Regions from separate parts of the Gasterosteus aculeatus genome. Here region 2 is linked to region 1. A link is a contact called in public Hi-C data. All regions are on one chromosome and are shown on one strand. Each heading gives the region's core, a stretch centred on a gene start, on an enhancer-like site or on the middle of the called end of the contact. The rest is flanking DNA. Distances are from core to core; before and after follow the strand shown.

Region 1 (5,914 bases), core at 1,274-3,773:
GGCCAAGTGTTTGCACAATATATCAAAAAAGACATTTCTTTCAGGTTATTTAATAAGGTGATAAATATTGGTTTATTGTGTGTAACATATAATGTGTTTGTGCGTATGTGAGGTATTGACACAGACACACAGACACACGGAGACAGAAAAAGAGGATTGGCCTTGCACAGATGAACAAACAGTGAATCTGAAGTGCAGCACCCTGTACGGCTGACCACCAACTGTACAACATTAAGGCAGTCCTCCATGTAAAACCTGCTCACTTCTCACACAAACACTTGAGTTTGGCAAACGGGCAGCGGCCCAGCGGGGAGGAGCTCTCACCGGAAGGCAGGCGGCGAGCGATGGACAGCAGGGAGACACAAACCACAGCTTCTGGTGGTGATGGACTGATGTTTTAGGTGATCAAAAGGATGGATAAGAAAAGAAAAACAACGGGGGTGGGAGGCGGGGTGGCACCAGGAGGGGGTCTCGGAGAGGAAAACATTTTTGGACTTTGAAGGCTGATGAAAAAATAAAGCTAAGGTGTTTGACAGTGCGGCAGTTTGGGGTGAATATTATTGTACAGTAAAAGTGGACACGAACTCTCAGATTGCTGATATTCACACACCACAACATGTTGAAAGAAAAGAGACTTCAAAACTACAGTACATCATCGGGCAATTCACTTCACGGTTACAGAGACAACACATTATTCTGCAAAATAGGTCAAAGTCTTCACAGTTGAACACACACACACGCACATATGTGGACATGTGCAAAAGCATATTTACACACATATGCATATTTACACACGTATTAGATCCATTTACATTCCTGCCCACTTTTTTCTCTCTCATTTACATGGTGTGCGTGTGACTTCTGAGCAGGTTAGGAAGCCTCGTGGAAGAATTAGGAAATGGTCCATTTGTGAGTTACAGCAGAGCAGAAGCAGAGCAGCATATTCCGGGATTTGAACGATCAATCGATATATAACCCAGAGCAGTGTTTTTCCGGCGCAGATTGGCAGGCATCGTGCGGTGGTATCTGTGTGTGCGTGTGCAAGAGAGATGGGATTCATCCTTCCCCAAAGTATTACGCAGTCGTCAAAAATATTTGCAATGCCAGGAGGTATTTTGAAAAATATTTGAAAAAAATTCGATACCGCGCTGACCTTTTGCTGGGCATTTGTGAAGACATTCATTCTGCAGCCAATCTGGCTCAGAGTCAGGGTCTGTGTTACTGTACTATGCAGTCAATGTCAAATTATGTTAATCTATTCTGCTTTAACATTCACGTTGATGCGCGTGTTAAAATCTTTTGTTTTAATCTTGCGTTGGGGTTGGTACACTACAATTTTACCAAGACAAGAAGCTAAACATTGAATCGACACAAATACAAAGAAACAGACATGTTGCCTTTATCTTTCGCAATGCAATAGAGGAGAAATTATCTCCATTTCATGTAGGTACCCTATAACTACTTAATATGGATCAGCAACTTGTTATTTTACATTTATCTATTTAATTACTGCCAATCATTTGATGTCTGGTCACTGGGATCTTGTTACTAATGAGCTGATGTGAAATTGCCTCGTCCTCCACAAGAGGGCAGAAAGAATCCAAACACAAACCACCTTGTGCATTTATTATGCCGTTTACTAGTTGCCTACACCTACTCAGTTCAGAGCCTTCGAATATTTAGGAACGTGCCGTTGTTGCATAGACAGTAGCTAGTTGCTCACTATTGACTGTAGGTGTCTTAAATTGTTTGTATGGTATTCATGGTGATTAAAAGGCTGCAATTAGACCAAGTACATTTTTGTAATATAAGTAACATAATATGAGTAAAATAAAACCTTTATGTATCTAACGTAAATATATTACAAACAGATAAAGAAAATAAAGGTGTAGCCTACGTGTTCTAAAAAATGTAATGAAAAAAAAGTAAACAGGGAATAAAGACTCAGAAATAGTTTGATTTTTAATGAGAAATGCGTAGAAGACAAAGTCGTCGCTGATCCATGCAGAAAAAAACTATCAAACCATTGTCTAACAAATGTTACAACAGCACAATATAACCAAAAGCATGCGGTAGCGTGATACATTTTAATATGAAATGTAAAAGGAAATTGTGAAAGAGTAAGAAATAAGAGTCATGCAATGCAATCAGGAATGGAACACAGGCTCGTGTCTTCACTCTGCAGAGCCGAGACTCTGCTGACTAATCAGCTCTCTAATGCTGATCGATGCTTGTTGGGGTGGATACTGTCCCGTAAGTTCCACCGCAACATGGAGAAATATAAATTACACACACAGGCCGCACAATTTACTTTGGAAATCAATGTGAATCTGGATTAATGCATCAAATGGCTGCTGGTAAATGTTGCTGCTGTTATTCATCATTATTCTGCAATTTCAGCTCAGTGGCAATAACTCTTCCAAAGCGGTGCTTTAAGCGTCCGTGGCTTGAGAGGCAGCTACGTGGAGATAGCGAATCTTCACGTAGCGGTTACATCTCTAGCGTTGCATGCCCAAAGCCTTTGGCATGAGGGTGGATGGAACAGGTTTGATGCCTGGGGTTTGATCGGCTATGTGCCAAGTACTGCAGTCATGGTTTGCTTGTAGTTGGCAGAAGTTACTGTTTCCTTTAAAGAAGATAGACGTGGCGGTCACCTCGAGCGATGTGGATTGTTTTCTCCATTAGCGCACATTTGAAAATCTGCCTCTTTTTCAGATGAAATGTCTTGGAGGTTCCCAGCAGGGTGATATTGTTATCAACTAAATCACTGGTAAAAACATAATCTGATTTAAACATGGAGAAACATTGCTTAAATGGCTTTTTATAGACAACATTTGTTTGCTTCCAGTGTGTCATTTGGATGGTATGGTACCTGGTCGAGATCATGCCTTCAGGATGTAAAGCACCTATTTGAGGAGTTTACCAAACATTAGTGCCTACAAGATGAAGTAAAACTGGGCTTAAATGACATACAAGACCTCATGGCATGAAGCCGGGGCTGGCAGAGGCTAAACATGATTTGCCTACACTTAATCAAAGCTCATATTGTCAAGGCAGAAGTGATTCAACACCTCTTGGCTTGATTTCTTCTCATTTTGAGACAAGGTCCTCACAAATGTCATAGAACCAGAATCCATTTAGGTCCATAGGATGGCAGAGCAGCAAGTGACCTCCCATTTTAAAAGATTTAGAAAACACCAGAAAGGTTGTCTTCCGTTGCTGTTTACAAAAACAAGGTTGTGTCCCTGTTGTTCGATTGGCATCAGGCAACTTGAGGTTGCATGCAGTTTTACATTCCTTTGGATCCTTTATGCAGTTCATTCTTCGCTCTGAAAGCTTCTTGACACCAAAACTGAAGGAACTTTAGCTCTCTTGCTCTTTTTCAGGCGGAGTTTCACCACAAACACCAAATTTCTGCTTAGTTTGGTGGAGATATGTTACAGTGATCATTGCATGCCTGCAAGTGTTTGCCTCTTTAATCAGGTGTGTGTTTAGCTTACACTCACACTACATGTAAGTCTCCCAAAGCAATTTTGAAATGTTCAAAACAGGATCTGATTGTCATTCATTCAGCACAAATAGAAACCCATTTAACACGGGAACCTATATCCTTATCTGCAATGAAATATGCAAACATAGGAACAGTGGAATGCCACAACTAAACAGTATTGGTCTCCATTTTATTATGAAGAAAATGAGTTTTACAACAAAACAAAAAAAGATAACAAAGACACCGTTCTTGTGAAGTAAATGTTCAAAATAAGATACTGGTTAAATTACCAATTGTCCCTTCAAAGTCCCGTCTACCTCTGTATCACTGCCCCGGGGGGCTTTCTCTTCCCTCAGATAGAGGCCAGTGTGAGATACAGCAAAGCTCCCATCAACAACACTGCATACACAATTCCAGCACTGATCTGGTGGACAGCGATGGCGCCTTATACGGCAACCCGAGTGCAAACTCCATTTCATGTTACCAAAAAATATTAGGGTTTTTGGACAATTTAATACACATGAAATGTTTTGAGAGCATGCTATTTGTTTACTTAGCGCTTCCTTTCAGGCGGAGGTTGAATGAAGGCTAACGTCAATCATACCTCTGGACCTCAGTTGTGTGCTGCTAACTGCCAGTCTTTGCCCCTTATTATAACACAAGTTAATTGAATCCCGGTCCGGAGCCGTCCAGATGCGTCTGTGTGTACATAAAGGTACAAAAGGGATGGAGCAGGTGTAGCAATATTTGCACTTAAGAGTATTCCGACTACGTATCAGTGTGCTCTGGTCAGACATTTAGGAGAATAGTTGTAGCTTTGTAAACCCCTTTCATTTAGCGATGGGCAGTATTCCTATCTGCCTGTTTTTCAAAAGAGTCCTCTTTGACCCGGACACCAACAACGGAGAAAGACTCGCACCACACAAGGCTTGGTCGGTTTGCTAAAGATGAACCAAGATATGGAATACGGACAAAACAACCGTGACCTCGGCCACGACTGCATACTAAAAAGAAACGACTGCATCTTTGTTCATAACAGACCGTTGAACACAGGGATCAAGACATGTTTATGTGTTATGGTTTGCAGAGGCGGGCATCTCGCACGGTGTCGGATTAATTGCCATGATATTTTTTCATTGACTGAGACGCGGCAATGGAATTTACAGGCTTTTATACGTGTGTTGCGGTTTGTTTTCAGTGCGGGAAAAGATCTCGGGCACGTGGGCATTCACATATACCTTTACGGTGACCATTTCACACAACACGATCATTGCTAAAAGCCAATAGAAAGTGAACATGGTGCAGTATTTACCAGCCAAGGGTTGAGATATTTCTCCCAGGGTTTGGTGGAGAACCAAAACTATGAGAAGAGTGACTATTTGACACATGGCTGGAAACACAACTCCACATAAATGCTGGCGTCGCTCTGAGCTGACACTGCTGACCTTCGGGAACAGAGCCGGAGATTCCAAAATTGAGGGAACTGTTGTTGTCGCAGTCGGGCAGAAAAGACAACTGGGGACGGAGCCGAATGCGGAGAGACGCGAGGAGCAGAAGCATAATCGACGGTGATTTTAGCAAAGAAACATCCGGTGAGTAGAAAAGTAGCGACTGAGACTCCGAGAAACCAGAAAGAGCAAAAATGACACGAAACAGGATCAGGTAGATCAAAGATGTGCACCAGCCAACATGGCAGACAAAGAGAGTGTGCGTACGTGATTAGACACAGGTGGATTCAATCAGAGCAGCAACTACTATGAGAAAACACACAAAGGGAAGAAGTGATCTGACGCGTGTGAAGAATAGGTTGGCGACACAACATAAGATCGGAAGTACAGACGGAGCGGAAGGAGACACGACAAACACAACTGCCGCACAGAAAAAAAGGAGGAAAGACCATGAAGACGTGAATTGAGACACCGGCAACAGGCAGGTCATTTCAAAATAAAACAACAAAACTAACGAAAACAAATTTAAGATCCTGGTTTGCTAGCAGTGAAATACCATCCACTTTCATCTAAAAATGAGTTGGGGGGAAATGTGCTTGACTGCTTTCTCAACATTGACTGCAACCTGGTGTCCTTGTTATATCTCGAGTTAAGGCTGGTCAGCGTGGCGTAGAAACAATGCTGGAAACAGGGGAGAAACAACAAGCCTGGCGCTGGCTAAAGGTGACAAAATCTGCCTTACAGCATCTTGAAAGCTCACTAATTAACCTTGTTTGTTTAAAAATGCAAATGAGTCCTGAGGAAGACTTCTGCCTTTCTTCTGCTGAGTCAATATCTGCCAAAGACAGACGGGGACAAGAGCCAAGACACAGCCTGTGCAGCAGCCAAAGCATTTTAACTGACCATGTGTACGGTCAGCTAATTTTATTATGTAATCTGATATAAAAACCTACAGCTTCTGAATGTAGCATTCACA
Region 2 (5,621 bases), core at 616-3,115, 79 kb after region 1:
GGGAAGTTACTGGATTGTCGCTCCACAATTGTAAAAGTCTGACTGCGTATCGATTTGTGCTGTATGAATCTTGTTTTTCTGTCCGCGCTAGTGAATCAGGCGTGACCCCCTAGGGTCAACAAACACTTGCAGCTGGCGTGTGAGCCAACAACACCCATGCGTTGCAATAGCCGTGCTCGGTCTTGTCGTTTCTCAGCCTGCCCGGCTTTACTAATTGCCGGCAATCACCAGACAATATGATGGGGCTGGAAGAGGTGGTGGGTTTCTTGCCGTTTTTTTGGCTCCAAGAAGGAAGTTTGAGGCTCCTGCAGCCAAAATCTATCAACAATGGATGTTAATTGGTCAGCAGGAGTCTGTGAGTTACAACCTGGATTAATTGGCATAAGGGGATCCAGCATGGCGAGCGCCAGATCACATTAAGCTGACTCAGTAAACTTTCACAAAGGCAAAGCCCTTGTTACAGTGGCTGAATGACACTAGCATGTAATTTAGCTTACCTTCTTATCTGTAAGTCCTTCGCGGAATGGACATTCAAACAGGGATTCAACCACATGCATTTACTGGAGAAACTTGGCTTTAACTTTGGCTTTTACAGAAAACACTATTAGTCTGCGACTAGCTGAAGGCAACAAGGTACACAATATGTAGGTGGAGCGGTATAACAACGACAATACTTTGTCGGTCCCTTATGCCCACTTTTTGCTTTAATAAGCAATGGAGACATCAGGTGTTAAATTGTTTAATCTTTCAGTAGTATATGAAATCCATTTGTTTGAGGGTTTGGAAGATTACCATTGAGAAAGTAATGACATTATAACAGGTGCCATTATCATCATTTATCTTTCTGACATTTAAAGACTCACTAAATGCCAAACTGTTCCTCAGAGACAGGAGCTTGTTCGTGTATGACGTTGGACCACTTTTAATTACAGGATCTTTAAATTCGGATATCTAGCCGCCAACTCATAAGGCATGAACAGAGGCTTATGAAAAAGCGTGTGAATTACCTTGGGTATAATCTTGACAAAATAACTTGTGTAAGGCTGCACATCTAAAATGGTTATTTTCCATTTGATTCAAGATCTCTGCCTAAACAAGTGATCATGTTATTCCCTTGCTTTGGAAGCCATCACGTTCATGAGTACATTTGGCTAATGTTCATCAGTACGGCCGCTGAGAGTGGAGGTCTGCGTGTGCGCGCCTGTGTGTGTGTTTGTCTTTGGGTAGGTAGAGAGAGGATAACAGAATTAAACAGCTAGATATAGAAAAGGGGGGGAGGGGGGCGTGCCTCTGGAGGCCTCCACACCAGTGCTCGCCCTGCTGCCAGGCACGCTACGCACACCAGAGACCCTATTTACCCAGCAGCCCCGAAGAGGCTTGGGCCCCAGATCTTATTTACTCAGAGCCCAGGCAACCATCAGGTGCTGAGGGGATCTGGCCGGCAGCAAAAGCAAATACCCCCGATCAAAACCAACCATGGAGGAAGAAAGGGGCGCTCGGCCAAAGTCCTGGTCAAGCACAAATGTTTACTCTTTGGTTTGAAGGGCTATAGACGGCGCCATTTGAAGAACTCCAAATTGACACGCACACCTTGCACCCCCCCCCCCCGCCCCCCCGATAAGAAAGTAAAAGGAAAATCAGCTGGCCACCACTGTCTCATATCCATATGTCTAGAGTACCTCCGGTAATGTGGACCTCTTTCGTCTTTTAAACCAGCGCTGCCACCGGTCTTCAGGATCAGTCACGGTGTCGGGGGAAAGAGAGATGAAGACGGGGGAAAAAAAGCCCAGCTAATGACTAGCTCTTATGCATCAGTGCACTTACTAATGAGCTTCCAGGGAGAGGCTGGCAGAGCCGGAGCGAAGGCTGAGCCGGGATGTGAGAGGCCTGGGCCATCACTTCCCCGCTGTGATCCCTGCCTTCCCCCCTCACAAGGAGCCTCGGCTCCCAGCCACTAATGAGTGTTAGAGGGAGAGTCCAAGCTCCCGTCCACCTGCCAGCCTTCAGAGCCCAGCCTGCTGCAAGACAGTAGGGGTCAGACGCATTCCTGAGCTCTTAATAATTTACATCATATTGATTTCCTCACTGTTAGACAGTCTCACCTGCACGGGCTCTCACTCCCACTTTCTCTCTCACAGAAATGAGCAGATTACACTAGTGAGGGGAGTTAGAATGAGCCGAAAGCATGTGACTTTGCCCTGTCTCCAAACAAGATAAATACAGCATTTAATTTAATAGATTTTGACCAATGTCCGTGTCAGCGGGGACACTGGGCCCTCTGTGTATTTCAACTACTCGAGCATGGATTATATTTATAGTTACAGACTAAAAACCATGTGCACTTAAAACATTTTGCACAATGAAAATCCCCAAATCATCTTTAACTTTCATTGACATGCTTGAAACAAATTCCACCAATTATCCCTTATTTGCATTCAGTACCATACAAAATTTAAATCCCTAAACTAAAAAGGCGGTGCAAAATCAAAAGGTACAAAAATGTAAAAAATGAAAATAAATTATGCAGTTTGCATTCTGGTTAACCTCTAATCAGACTCAGAGAAGAGGACATCAGTATTCTTCCTTTGTCCAAATGATGATCTGTATACTTAATCCTTTAAATATTAATAAGCTTGGAACAGAGTTCTCCTTACTCTGATTCATAATTCAAATGATATGAATGTTACATAGGTATGCCACCATTTCCCCCCCTCGCAAGAACAACTTTCTATCATCTGTGCCACGCTTAAGAGCGACTTTTAACACCCTCCACCTTTCTTCATTGGAGAGGCAACTTCAAAGTATTGAAGTTGCTCTACTCCTTGCTCTACTCCGCGGATTTCTCACTAAGAAGACAGCTGTTCACCAGTATTAGCTGTATTCAAATGAATGTGGTTATATATCTGTCTATCTATCTATCTATCTATCTATCTATCTATCTATCTATCTATCTATCTATCTATCTATCTATCTATCTATCTATCTATCTATCTATCTATCTATCTATCTATCTATCTATCTATCTATCTATCTATCTATCTATCTATCCATCTATCTATCTATCTATCACATATACATCTATCTATCTATCCATCTATCTATCTATCTATCACATATACATCTATCTAACTATCCATCTATATATTTATCTATGTATCCGTCCGTCCGTCTCTCTGTCCGTTCCTCTGTCCATCCACCAGTCCATTCATTCATCTATCTAATCACATCTTTTCCCAGGTCATCTCACCATGTCACTGGGTGTCTCTGCAGTTCTCACCCTGCGTCTGGCAAGTCCAGGCAGGTTTATAGCCTCCCGCCTGTTAATTCCCAGTGTGATAATCCAACACACAACTCCCAGCAGTCAGGTCACACGGTGAGTATCAGCCTGACACTCATAACTTCAAGGATGAAATGAGTGTGAAAGTTGCTGTGGAGAGTTTGTTTGCATGCATGTCTCATCACCTGATGCCTCTTTCTTCTATATATATTGAAACAATAGTGCAAATGTCATAAAAGCTTCGGAGTTTGTGGGATGTTATGAAAAAAGAAGTTTTGAAATTGACGATAAATTCATGAAGAATGTCATGCGGTTAATCATTTAACTACAGTGAGACGTTGACTTTTCATACCATGGCCAATACTGCCCTCTCCTGTTGAACGTGAATCCTAACAGCACATCTGTGACTCAAACTCACATGACTAAGCCCGCTAATTTCTGTCATCATTCATTTTTATAAAGACCATTATATGATTCTTTTTTCCTAATAATTTAACAATTGATTAAAGAAAAACAGAATTATGTCTGACGGATAAACTGTTTGCTTATTTGCATATTAAATGAATAATGTCAGTTATCCAACAATGACACCGTTTCCGGCAATGGAATATCCCAATAAAACAAGATAGTAATCCTGATTATCTATTTTTATGTTGACTGAATGTGAACCATTTATAAAGCATTATTGCAGTTGTTTAATTGCAATTTATTTTCAGCTGGTAAAACTTAAATATATAGACATGACAGCACGGCACAGTCTAACATTAAAGGCCCGGTTTTATTAATCAGAAACAGATGTGGGAAAATTTTAAAGCGTGTTTTAAAAAAAATATATACAGAATGAGATCCTCGGTTATTATTGGGGGCTGGGTATTTCCCCACTTTTTTTACTAGAACTACTAGGATTATTAGTATTAAACAAGGACAATGTGTATTTAGCAGCTTCCACATGTCAGTCACTTGCTTGATGTGTTGTTGTGTGAGTGATTTCAACAAGGCCAGAAGAGATATTGTGATGGAACACATCTCTACAAATACATCTACACGTAACTTGCGGTAGCAACCACATGATGTCAGCATACTGACATGTATTCCTGCAAAGACTGTAACTTAGTATTTCCTAACCAAGCCAAAACATATTGAAGATTTAAACCCAAGCATCAAGGTTTAGGTGTCAATGAAATTAGCTGGTGCAGAAGTTAATGAAGTGTTACGAGTGATAGGTAAAAATGCATCTTTCACAAACTTATACCTTCAAGTATACCATCTGCTTTCAAAATTATTTTTAGATTTAAACTTGCAGAACCCTACGCAGCTATTGCATTCGATTGTGTAACCCGGTTCTCTCTTTGTTGCAATCGACATAAGTGCAGACACACTTTCTCACTCAATTGAATCAGACAATGTGTCCAAACTTTTGAAGGCCAGTGTATGCTTTGAAAAGACGAAGGTGCATAACAAATAATTGCATCTGCATCACCGATCCTACAGTGGCTGATAGTGAAGATCAGAGAGAAGTCTGCTATGGCTCACGGGAATATTCATTAAAAAATGTTTAGGCAGGCTATTTTGATGTGTAAAAAAACAAGCCTGTCTCCTGTGAGTAAAAAGACAAGTAGAGCAAGATCCAACGGCTCATGTTCTTGTCCATAGTCCTAATGATTCATGACAGTTATACAAGCATGTGCTAGTGTGGTGGCTTCTATCTATCTTTTGTGGGCATTCGTGCGGCTGTCTGTTTTAATGACGGCGCTGCCCAGTTCCTCAACCGTATAGACTAATATCTAATATCAATCAATAAGCGTTTCTCATACAAATTATCAGTGCTGGATGTGTTGTCGGTTTTGTGATGCAAGGTCACATCCTCGTTAGTTAGTTTGGATGTGGAGAGTTGCTTTTGATTGGCCGCCCTCAAGAGAGACAACGCTGGGGAGTCAGAGCGAGAGAGAGAGAGAGAGAGTCCCTCCTTTGAGCTGTGGGTGAGTTTAAACATCGTGCACTGCCCCCAAACTAGTCTTAGCACGTTCACAGCAACCAATTTGAAGCTCTATCAATCACATTCATCATTTCTAAATTAGCCAGCTCAACTGGTTTCTTTTAATACAAGCCTAGTGCATTTGAGCAGGGCTTATTCATGATGAAAACATGAATGAGGAAAACAATACCATAAACCATTTTTGTTTTTAGCCAGAGCAGTGGCATATCCACTGGGGCACACCAGTTTCCATGGTAACCTCTGATCAGAGAGGGGATAACCGAAATGAGGTAATCACCCCATTGAGCCCTGGCAGCAGATTCACTGGTAGTAATGAACTGCTCATCCTTAAACTAAAGGATCGTTCCA

The links. A called contact is a pair of places that touch in the nucleus more often than the background predicts.
Region 2: a contact with region 1 is called in a Hi-C map of skeletal muscle, with 4 times the contacts expected there. The contact joins two enhancer-like sites. A contact is called at or near these places in 4 of 6 Hi-C or Micro-C datasets (liver, skeletal muscle and whole body).

Annotation. Positions count from the first base shown.
Region 1 is chr16:11,321,933-11,327,846 of fGasAcu3.hap1.1, forward strand. No RefSeq gene overlaps it. Among protein-coding and RNA genes, the nearest start is that of fign, 29 kb to the right of the region's middle. Within about 2 kb of position 2,524, at least 1 of the 9 cell types and tissues checked has open chromatin away from gene starts, as enhancers often do.
Region 2 is chr16:11,402,061-11,407,681 of fGasAcu3.hap1.1, forward strand. No RefSeq gene overlaps it. Among protein-coding and RNA genes, the nearest start is that of kcnh7b, 10 kb to the right of the region's middle. Within about 2 kb of position 1,866, at least 2 of the 9 cell types and tissues checked have open chromatin away from gene starts, as enhancers often do.